Linked DNA regions of Sus scrofa: region 1 is linked to region 2. A link is a contact called in public Hi-C data. All regions are on one chromosome and are shown on one strand. Each heading gives the region's core, a stretch centred on a gene start, on an enhancer-like site or on the middle of the called end of the contact. The rest is flanking DNA. Distances are from core to core; before and after follow the strand shown. Region 1 has its middle 130 kb from the start of EEA1. Region 2 has its middle 71 kb from the start of NUDT4.

Evidence for each region. Hi-C and Micro-C count contacts between places; a contact is called where the count stands out from the background.
Region 1: a Hi-C map of liver shows a contact between it and region 2, with 2.9 times the contacts expected there. The contact joins two enhancer-like sites. A contact is called at or near these places in 1 of 47 Hi-C or Micro-C datasets (liver) and 1 of 2 datasets of contacts at active chromatin or transcription factors (skeletal muscle).

What each region holds. Positions count from the first base shown.
Region 1 is chr5:89,997,640-90,003,029 of Sscrofa11.1, reverse strand. No RefSeq gene overlaps it. Among named protein-coding and RNA genes, the nearest start is that of EEA1, 130 kb to the left of the region's middle. Within about 2 kb of position 1,894, at least 2 of the 83 cell types and tissues checked have an H3K27ac peak or open chromatin away from gene starts, as enhancers often do. A contact at or near this core is called in liver, where this site is marked.
Region 2 is chr5:89,796,751-89,802,401 of Sscrofa11.1, reverse strand. No RefSeq gene overlaps it. Among named protein-coding and RNA genes, the nearest start is that of NUDT4, 71 kb to the right of the region's middle. Within about 2 kb of position 4,146, at least 3 of the 83 cell types and tissues checked have an H3K27ac peak or open chromatin away from gene starts, as enhancers often do. A contact at or near this core is called in liver, where this site is marked.

The DNA of each region.
Region 1 (5,390 bases), core at 645-3,144, 200 kb before region 2:
AATGTCTGCTATCCATTTCCCTGACAGGATCTCTGTTTCTTATTGGCAAACACCTCTTTGTTAAAAGTTAGGCAAGCCAAGAGATAGTCCAATTAGATATTCCTTACCTGTAATGTGATTCTTTTTTTTTTTTTTTTTTGTCTTTTTGCCTTTTCTAGGGCCGCTTCCGCGGCATATGGAGGTTCCCAGGCTAGGGGTCTAATCGGAGCTGTAGCCACCGGCCTACACCACAGCTCACAGCAACACCGGATCCTTAACCCACAGAGCAAGGCCAGGGATCAAACCCACAACCTCATGGTTCCTAGTCAGATGCATTAACCACTGCGCCACAGCGGGAACTCCTGTAATACGATTCTTGAGCAGAAGGACAAAATTCAGACCCTCCAGGGGCAGCCTCCTAATAAATTTTTCCTTCATAAGGCAGTTTCCATGCTCCCTGTTTCTTAAGCCCAGGATTCCAATCAATTCTGTGAGTTCTAAAGACTTCCAATACATTCCCTCTGGCAGTCCTTGTGGTAACCAAAGGGCATACAGGGTGAGAATAGGGTGGGGGCAGGGTACTCCCAACCAGGACATACATTTTGAAGACGTCAAGTTTGAGGTGTCTTTGAGATATGTCAAGGGGGCTGCTGAGTATTTGCACCTGGAGGTCAGACTTGGGGCCTAGGATGGGGAGAAATAAATTTGGGAGTTATCAACATGTAGATGGTATAGTGGTGTCTAGCATAATGTTCCATGTCTTTTGCTAAGAGTATTCTGATTTTCTTTGGGGGACATATTTCCCTCTCTTGGCTAGTAATCTTGATGAGTTGTTAAAGTGCTGAGCATCCTCTGGACAAGAGGCAAGTCCAGACAGTTAAGATATATCATCCACCTGGTCACAGTGATTCTTAAGGGATGCTCAAATGAATTAGGTCGATTCAATAAGAATTAGCAAAGGACTTTTGATGGAACAGTAAGGAACACAAATCCTGTCCTCTTTCTGGCAGGGTTGCTAAAGTGGTGCAATGCAAGCTTAGACCTACCAGGGTCTGTATTCCTCCCTCCCTCTCTTCCTTCTTTGTTTTTTTTTTAAACGCCCTGGGGTTTATCATAGCCTGATAAGAATGAGGTAAACACAGCAGCAAACAGATTCAAGTGACAGAGGGAGATGGGCAATGTGCTTATGTAGCACTGACTCCTAGGTGGTGTCATTCTAGAAACTAACTTCATGAGCATGTACATCAATGAATCCCCATTTTTGCTTCAGATAGTTGAACTGAGTTTCTGTTATTTGCAGCCAAGGAATTTCTGACAAGTACCTGCATCATTTAAGCCCTGTCCTTGGGTCAGATCACACAGGGGAAGAGTGTAGAGAGGACTGAGCCACAAAACATTGTAATAAAGATCCAATACAGGAGAAGGATCCAGCATTTTGGTTAGATTGTCACTTGTCTTGGATAACAAGTAGGATCAGAAAGATAATATAATTCATTGTACTGCAGAAAGAAAATCTGTTGGCAGAATATGGATAATTTTTAAAATGAGGTGATAAGTACATAGGGGGGCTTATGTTTGAAAAACTGCACTTATGACAAGGTGTTGCCACATTTTTCCTGCATTGAAAGGACAGCATCTCTTTCCAGGAGAGCTCCTTTGCACACTGAGTCATGTCATCCAAGATAACTGTGGCTACCTGCCTTTTCTTGGCTTCCAGCATTCTGAGACGTGGAATTCAGAGGGCTTGGCAAGGAAAAGTCAGACATGTGTGGACTGTTTGTAAATTCACATGAGCCCTCTGAGGTTTGACAGCACAAAGACAGGGAGGAGTTTGGACTCAGGTTCTGTTGGCCTCTGAATTCACTTTGGATGAGACAGATTGGTGTCTGCCAACTGGGCTCCCCCATTCCTAATAGTAGCCAGACTGGCATCTTTGGCTTCAAGAGGGATTGATCTGGTTCCCATGTCAACAGAGGGTTCTACACCAAACTGATCTGAGAAAACTGTATGCAGTTCTGAGTGGTAGGATGATAAGTTCTACCCAATAGGGAGCTGAGACAAGCAAATGCTGGCTCTGGAGTGGGAAGCCATACTCAAGAGTAATTCTAGAAAATGACAAATGGCAGGGACCACAGAAACACTTTACTAAGAGTCTTTGATTAGAAGGAAATGTTTGTCCTTTTAACCAGACACAGGAAACAAAATGAAACCTTTTTTCTTTTCTTATTTTCTTTCTTTCTTTTTTTTTTTTAGGGCCGCACCTGAGGCATATGGAAGTTCTCAGGCTAGGGGTCAAACCGGAGCTCTAGCTGCTGGCCTACACCACAGCAATAGCAATGCCAGATCCAAGCCATGTCTGGGACCTACACACAGTTCATGGCAACACCAGGGATCGAACCTATATCCTCATGGATACTAGTCAGATTCGTTACCGCTGAGCTACGAGGGGAACTTCCTCTTTTTTTTTTCTTTTTCTTTTTTTGGCTGCCCTCTGGCATGTGGAGTTCATGGGTCAGGGATCAGATCCAAGCCACAGTTACGACCTAAGCTGTAGCTGCAGCAACTCCTTAACTCACTAACTCCCAAGATGCCACTGATCCCTTTGTGCCACAGCGGGATTTCCATAAAGGGAAACTCTTACTTTTGCAACACAGGAGAGAAAATGTGGATTTCAAGTCATCTTTGGGTGGGTAGACTCTGCGAGATAGAGCCAGCCAGTTAGCCCATGAATTAAATAGCTATCACTGACTTCATGAAAACAAGATCCATTGAATAGCTTAATGAAGCACTAAGTACTCAATCTCTGGAGCCAGACTGCCAGGGTTCACATTCTGGGTTCACACCTGTTTCTTTAATGATGCTGCACTTTGGTTTCCTCATCTGTAAAATGAAGATCATTTGAAACTGGAAAACATTATGCTAAGTGAAAAAACCTAAGCAAAAGAGGGCCAATAGTGTACGATTTCAATTATATGAGGTACCTAGAACAAGCAAATTCATAGACCCTAGAATAGGTAAATTCACAGAGACAGAAAGTAAGATAGAGCTTTCTCCAGGGGCTGGAGGGAGGAGAGACTGGTGTGGGTGGTGGTTATTGTTTAATGGGTAGAGAGTTGAGGCTGGGGATGATGAAAAGGTTCTGGAGGTGGAGAGAGCGCTTGTTGCACAACATTGTGTGTGTACTTTATGTCACCAAATGGCTTAAAAATAGTTAAACTGAAAAATAGAACAAAAGAAAATGATAACTACCTGAGGTGGTAGAACGTGTTAATTAGCTGATTGTGGTGATTATTTCACTATGTACATGTACATCAAAACATCAAGTTGTACCACTAAAATAATACTTTTTTTGTCAATTATACCTCAATAAAGCCAGAAAAAATGATGAAAAGTTAAATTTTATGTTATGTGTATTTTACCGCAATAAAAAAAAAAATACGGCCCTTGCTGCAAACATAATACTGAGCAAAGAGATCACACAAAAGAATTCATGCTGTTATGATATCAATACATAAATTTCCAAAGCAGGCAAAAATCATCCCTGGTACTGGAAACTGGGAGAGTGGTCACCACTGAGCATGGGGGGGACTGGAAAGAGACTTCTGAGGCTGGTAGTGTTCTGTTTCTTGATCTGGAGATGGGTGACCTGAGGAGGTTGCCTTTGTGAAACTTATTGAGCTGTCCCTTATGTGTGCTTTTGTGTGTGTACGCAAGCTGGATTTCCATGAAAAGCGCCTCTCACCAAAAAAAAGGAGGCTGACGGTCCTCCCCACCCAGCTCTCTCTTTCTCCAAGTTCTGTAGCCACTCCCTCCTACTGCCTCTTGGCTCTCGTCATGGTAATGGGGCCCCGTGATTACTATTGTAAAGATACTGTACTAATCTCCCTTGGGGTTACTTGTGGGGTTTTTTTCACACCCTGCCCAGATCTTTACAAATCAACTTTTATTAAACTCTTCCCCAATGTCCCCAATTTCAGTGCATCGTCTCCTTCTACTGGGACCCTGACTGGTACCTACCGTCTTAGAGACCTGTGGAAAGGCCACCATGGGCCCTGCATGAGCCCCTCCATCAGCTCACTGCTGACCAGACCAGATGTGAGCAACTAAACTGCCCAGGGGCTCGCTCACCGATGAGAATCTGTTTTTTTTGTTTTTGTTTTTGTCTTTTTAGGGCGGCACCTGTGCAATGTGAAGGCTCCCAGGCTAGGGGTTGAATCAGAGCTGTAGCTGCTGGCCTACACCACAGCCACAGCAACTCGGGATCCGAGCCGTGTCTGCGATATACAGAGCTCATGGCAATGCCAGATCCTTAACCCACTGAGTGAGGCCAGGGATTGAGCCTACAGCCTCATGGATGCTTGTCAGATTCATTTCCACTGAGCCACAAGGGGAACTCTGAGAATTTGGAACAGAGTCACAGAGGCTGAGTGACTGTGCCAGCAGAGAGCTCAAGAATTATAAGATCAGGAGTTCCCATTGTGGCTCAGTGGTAATGAATCCAATTAATATCCACAAGGATGCGGGTTCAACCCCTGACATTGCTCAGTGTGTTAAGGATCTGGTGTTGTTGTGAGCTGTGGTGTAGGCTGGCAGCTACAGCTCCGATTCAACCCCTAGCCTGGGAACTTCCATATGCTGCATGTGCAGCTCTAAAAAGACAAAAAAAAAAAAAAAAAAAAGGAAATATAAGATCACACAGAGAGTCAGTGCCATGGCAACCCAAAGCTGTGAGCAAGCCGATGCTACTACAGGACAGGCTCAAAAATTGGTTTAGGAGGAAAGGGACCAAAGTGTCATTTATTAATGCTGTGAAGGCTTTAATATATTCAGGAAAAAATACGTTCCAACCACATGCAAGCTAATGTAAAATCATCTAATGTATTTTTCCAACTATTTATCTGTATCTTTAAAGTCCCTAGAATTATTGCTCCTACCAAAGTCATGTAAATGAGACTATATCTAAATATCTACTGCACAAAATGCAAGAATGCCACCCATTATGCAATCTGGTTAACATGTGCGTGTTGGGTAGAGATATAGAGAGGAGTGGGCAATCTTATGTAATAAACTGTGGTTACTCATTAGTAACTATGGGTTTGGAATTTAGATCATGAATGAAATAAAATGCAATCGAAAATATCAGAAGGCATCATGGTTCTAAACTTTTGTGAAAATTTTCATTTCAGTGATAAATATACTTGCTTACCGTGTAAAATGTATTTCTACAGGGTCAAACCAGTTTGAAAAATTCTGGTTGACTGAATTCTTTAGTTCAGCAAGTACCCTGTTACACTGCCAAAGTGGAGGTAAAAAAGGAAGAAAACAGCGGAGTTTTTATAAGCAATTACGCTAACATTTATAGGCATCGTATTTTGATCCTTAATACGTCCTTCCACTAATGGTTTTAAGTT
Region 2 (5,651 bases), core at 2,897-5,396:
CCTAAAGAAAGTAGAAGAAAGGAAATAATTTTTATAAGAGATCAATGAAATAGAAAACAGAAAAAAATAACTGGAACAAAAGCTTTTTTTTTTTGGCTTTTGGGGCTTTTTTTCAGTTTTTTGTTTGTTTGTCTTTTTTAGTGCTGCACCTGCAGCATATGGAGGTTCCTAGGCTAGGGGTCAAACCGGAGCTGTAGCTGCCAGCCTATGCCACAGCATAGCAACCAGATCTGAGCCATCTCTGCGATCTACACCACAGCTCATGGCAACTCCAGATCCTTAACCCACTGAGCAAGGCCAGGGATCGAACTCTTGCCCTCATGGATACTAGTCAGGTTAGTGAACCACCAAGCCACAAGGAACTACATAAAAAATGGTTTTTTTAAAATATGATTGAAAAACCTCTAATAAGACTGACAAAGAAAAAAAGAGAAAAGACAAGTTACCATTATCAGGAATACAATAGGATTTTTCCAAAGGTAATTAAGGGAACCAGCCTATACACAGATTTTTATTTTTATTTTTTGGCCATGCCCTAGGCATACAAAAGTTCCCAGGCCAGGGACTGAACTTGAGCCACAGCGGTAACCCAAGCCACAGCAGTGACAATGCTGAGTCCATAACCACTAGGCCACCAGGGAATTCTTCACACATAAATTTGAAGACTTAGATGAAATGGACCAATTCTACAAAAAGTACAAACTACCACAACTTATCCAATATGAAATCAATCATTTGAAGAGCTCTGTAACTATTTTGAAAACTGAATTCGCAATTTTAAAACTCTTGAAGAGAAATCTTCAGGCCCAGATGGATTCACTGGAGAATTCAGCCTAACATTCAGAGAAGAATTAACACCAAACCTACACAATCTCTTCCAAAAAACAGAAGAGGCGGGAATGTATAAGTCACTTATTAGCTCAACTTGGCCTCTTTGCTCCACCACAGTGGAACATACAGAGCGAGAATGAACCCATGCTGCTGCCTTTGCCCAGGATGCTTTCCAATCAAGCCCACTCAGTGCTCAGAGCTCGGCTTGTTCAGCGCCCATGCTACTTCCTCTGGGAGGCCCAAAGGAGGGGAGGGCTCTGCTTTATGCATTTACAGTCCCTGGTGTAGTTTCTCTGAGACATTCTGTGGCAATTTAAATTCATTATTCGCAATAATATGTCTAAGGTCTTCCTCCCCTTCTAGACTAGTCTAGGCTAAAAACTGTAAACCATATAAGGATAGGAAATCAGATGGCCTTGTGCCTGGAGCCCTGTGTCTGAGACCCATACATCATTAGATCAATACTGAGTGAATACATACTCAGGTCCCTGCAGAGAAACAGGGTGTGTGTGTGTGTGAGAGAGAGAGAGAGACTGACTTATCATAAGGAACTGGCTCAGGCAATTCTGAAGCAAGTCCCAAGATCTACAGAGTGAGTTGGCAAACTGGAGACCCAGAAGCTGAGATGGTACAGTTCCAGTCCAAGTCGCAAGACCCAAGAAGAGCCAATGTTTCAGTTCAAGTCGGAAGGCATGAAAAAGCCAGTGTCCCAGCACTAGAGCAGTCAGGCAGGAGGAATTCTCTCTTACTTGGAGGAAGGCCAGCCCTTTTGTCTTATTTAGGTTTTTAGCTGATTGGACGAGGCCCATCAAATTAAAAAGGACAGTCGCCTTTGCTCCATCTACCAATTAAAAGTTAATCTCATCCAAAAACACTCTCACAGAAATACCCAGAATAATATTTTACCAAATATCTGGGACCCCCTGGCCCACTCAAGTTGACACATAAAGTTAACCATTACAATAACAGTAAATGAATTTTTTTTAAAAAAAAGTTGTTTGTACAATTAATCTATTAAGTATAACAGCCTGTGGTCAATATTCATTTTCCTTTTTTGGGTGAAAAGCATACTGCAGCTAATTCATCAATGAATTCATAGTCGTTAGCTAGGTATTTCATCTTGAATGATATCGTAATAATAACTGTTATTAACCAAGTACTTTCCTTTGTGTCTATACTCTCCGATCCTCCCAACAACTCTGGCAGGTTCAGAGAGGTTGTATAACATGTCCAAGCAGGCAGGTAACAGCAAAGCCATGACCGAAACCCAAATTCATCTTCTCAAGGTTTTACCTCCTTAAATGATTCCCATTAAGAAAACAAAGCCGGGAGTTCCCGTCGTGGCGCAGTGGTTAACGAATCCGACTAGGAACCATGAGGTTGCAGGTTCGGTCCCTGCCCTTGCTCAGTGGGTTAATGATCCGGCGTTGCCGTGAGCTGTGGTGTAGGTTGCAGACGCGGCTCGGATCCCGCGTTGCTGTGGCTCTGGCGTAGGCCGGTGGCTACAGCTCCGATTCAACCCCTAGCCTGGGAACCTCCATATGCCGTGGGAGCGGCCCAAGAAATAGCAACAACAACAACAAAAAAAAGACAAAAGACAAAAAAAAAAAAAAAAAAAAAGAAAAGAAAACAAAGCCAATAGAATTGCCAAAGTTGAGAAACAATTTGCAGCTCAGACTTTTTATCAGCAAGTTATTTAACCCCATCAAGCCCCAGTTTCCTCCATTCGTTGGAAAAGGGTAGAAGTACCCTTGTTAGAGTGTTGTTGGAGTATTCATGGAGCTAAAGACTATGAAGAGTTTAGCACCAGTGCTGGGCACAGTAGATGCTCGTAAATGTTAACTAGTAACAGCAGTTTCTCAAATTCCATTGACTCTACTAGCATCTGCTCTTTCAGGCATCCAGACCCCAGTAAAATCCTCCTCGAGGACTGGCAGGGCATCAGGAACAGGGCAGCTCACAAGTGGTCCTAATTCAGTCCACCACTCACAGCCTCTTCATGGCATCCAGTGTGCTCTTCCTCCCCACCTCTGCCGGCCCCCAACACTCCCCACTCACAGGTACACATATACATTTTTCTCCCCTCATTTAAATAGCCCCATTTTTTCCAGGAGTCCCCAGGGCTTGGCCAGGGACTGGTATCTGAAACTGGCACCAAACCATCCTTCATTTTCCTTTTTTCTCCCCAAGCAGACCCTTTCAATCCAAGCAAATCAGCTCAAGCTAACAGATGCTTGCAGGTTACCAGGTCTACCAGCTCAATGTACCTGTCCAAAGCAACTGAATCCAGGTTAAAGCCCAGTGCAGACACAAGACTGGGCACAATAGTAGAATTTGTCATCAATTTATTTTCCACCCAAGTACTTCTCTGGACCAGGTTCTTATTTCCAATGTCAAGATCTGGGAGTTCCCGTTGTGGCTCAGCGTTAATGAACCCAACTAGCATCCATGAGGACTCGGGTTCAATCCCTGGCCTAACTCAATGGGTTAAGGATCTGGCATTGCCGAGAGCTGTGGTGTAGGTGGTAGACGAGGCTCAGATCTGGTGTTGCTGTGGCTGTGGTGTAGGCTGGCAGCTGTATCTCCGATTGGACCCCTAGCCTGGGAACTCCATATACCTCGGGTGTGGCCCTAAAAGACAAAAAGACAAAAAAAAAAAAAAAAGATCTGCCTGTCCTATTATTTTTATTTTTTATTTTATTTACTTCTGTTTCATTCTTCCTATGATACTTCTTTTAAACATTAATTTATTCAAACACTAAGAGAAAGGCTAATAAAAATGTTCTATACTCAAATTCCACCATTCTATTTGTTTTTACTTTTAGCAAAACATTTCTTCTGAACTTGGCCGTTGTGCATATATCATACAGATATAAAATAGATATAAATAGATATATATTGTTTTATAATATAACATATAATAGTGAAGTAGATACAAGCTCCCATTTCAATACTTATGTTGAATCTTCACTAATTATTCAGCCTGCTCTTCAAAAGAGCAAAATTTCTGATAAATTTGCAATCATCAACAACCTAACAAAATGTTTAAGCCAAAGACATTTTTAATGCTATTTTCCTTGTACTTACTCATTAGCCTTCATTGTTGGCAAAACAAGCTACTAAATATAGAAAATTGTACTTATCTTAAAAAAAAAAAATTGTGGAAACCTACCTACTATTATTCCCTTTTGGGGCAAGTTCCCAAGTTGGCTTCTCCTGAGTTCATCTGGATAAATATTCTGCTCACCATACATGGTGAGACTGCCAGGGCTTGTTTTTCCAACCATGGTGACAGATTTGCAGTGGTTATCTACACTCTCTCACCTGTTCCAAGGACAGGTCAAGAGAACACTCTCGATAGGACTGGCCAGGTTAGAGTACAGGTTGAGACCAGGAAACAATGGAAAACAAACCAAACAATACAGAGATTGAAACTTTGGCCTTTTTCATCAAGACCCCTGGCCTCAGACTTCCCCCTCCACCATGTGACCAAACTGTGTGGTTGGCAGTCAATTTAAACCTGATGGCAAAAACTTGAGGGTTACCAATTGAGCTTTCTCACTGCTATTTTGTTCCAATAGAGTTCAAAACATTTTCAATTCTTAGGTACCTTTTTGAATACATGAAAAATTTCCATACAAATAAAGTCTCCAAAGCAATACATATCAATTCCTGGAATGAAAATGTGAATTTATCCCTTAACAATAATCCAATGCGAAATAAGCCCTATTTAAGGGAAAGTTTTGCTACAGGTTGAGTTCCCTGGGAAACAGGCTCAGAGATGGAGAACTGCCTGAAGGAAGTTTATTAGGGAATGATCTTGGCATCAACACCTGTGTGGAAACAAAAGCTGCCGATTCAGGCAGAAGCTGAGCTGCAGTGCAGTCACAGCAGAGGCCTCCATTGATCTCACAGGGAGCTCTGGAGCTGGGATGGCCCCGCAGAGATGTCCCAAAATAAGGACGTTTCTACCCCCACATCAGCCCATCAGTGAATCCTGGCTGCTCCTAGGAAAGGGGCATGACCTTTACCAAGGTGGCTTCTCTCCACCAGCATTTTTGGGAGCAGGAGAATGCATTCATAATTGCCAGCTGCAGTCTGGAAGCGCCTACTGCAAGTGTAAATCACATACTCATTCAACTCTCACCAGGGAAACGTCTATATAGACTCAACAGACAGTAAAGGCAACTTCCTGAAGAAAGAGGGTTCTATTAACAAGAAAAAAACTGATGCACCAGGGAACTTTCTACTCAGAGGTAAGCTTTCATGTCACTGTCAAGACAATGTGGCCTCATATACGCAGTACAAGACTGATCCCATCTTCTCTGCCCCAAATTGAAAGCAATCCGGTTACCCACTCCTCTACCTGCCCCTATGCAGCACTGACAATGCCTTCCCCCAAACCAATGGCGCAAAGGGAAATGCATTTCATTCAACAGGTCTAATAGATTTACTCCTTGCTACTCCAGCATATCAGGTTTTTTTCATGAACACCAAGAGACAGAGTGGAGAGAGAAAGAAGAGCTTCACGTGGAAATCTGCATGACAGACAATGGTCTATCAGTTGGTATTTCCTTGGAGCAGAGCTCAAAGGTCAAATTGTTGTTTTGATCATGCAGCTATCATGCTTTTTGCATGCTGGAGACTCCCTACAAGGATTATTTAATGGAAGAAAGAAAAAAATGATCATGACCTGAAGAAAATTCTTCATCTCATGTTGAACGTTAAAAACCATGTGACTCTTCATTTAAAAGAGTAAAATCAGCCTTCTGCCCAGCTATACAAGGATCATTTAAATTAACATTTTAAAAAACATACAG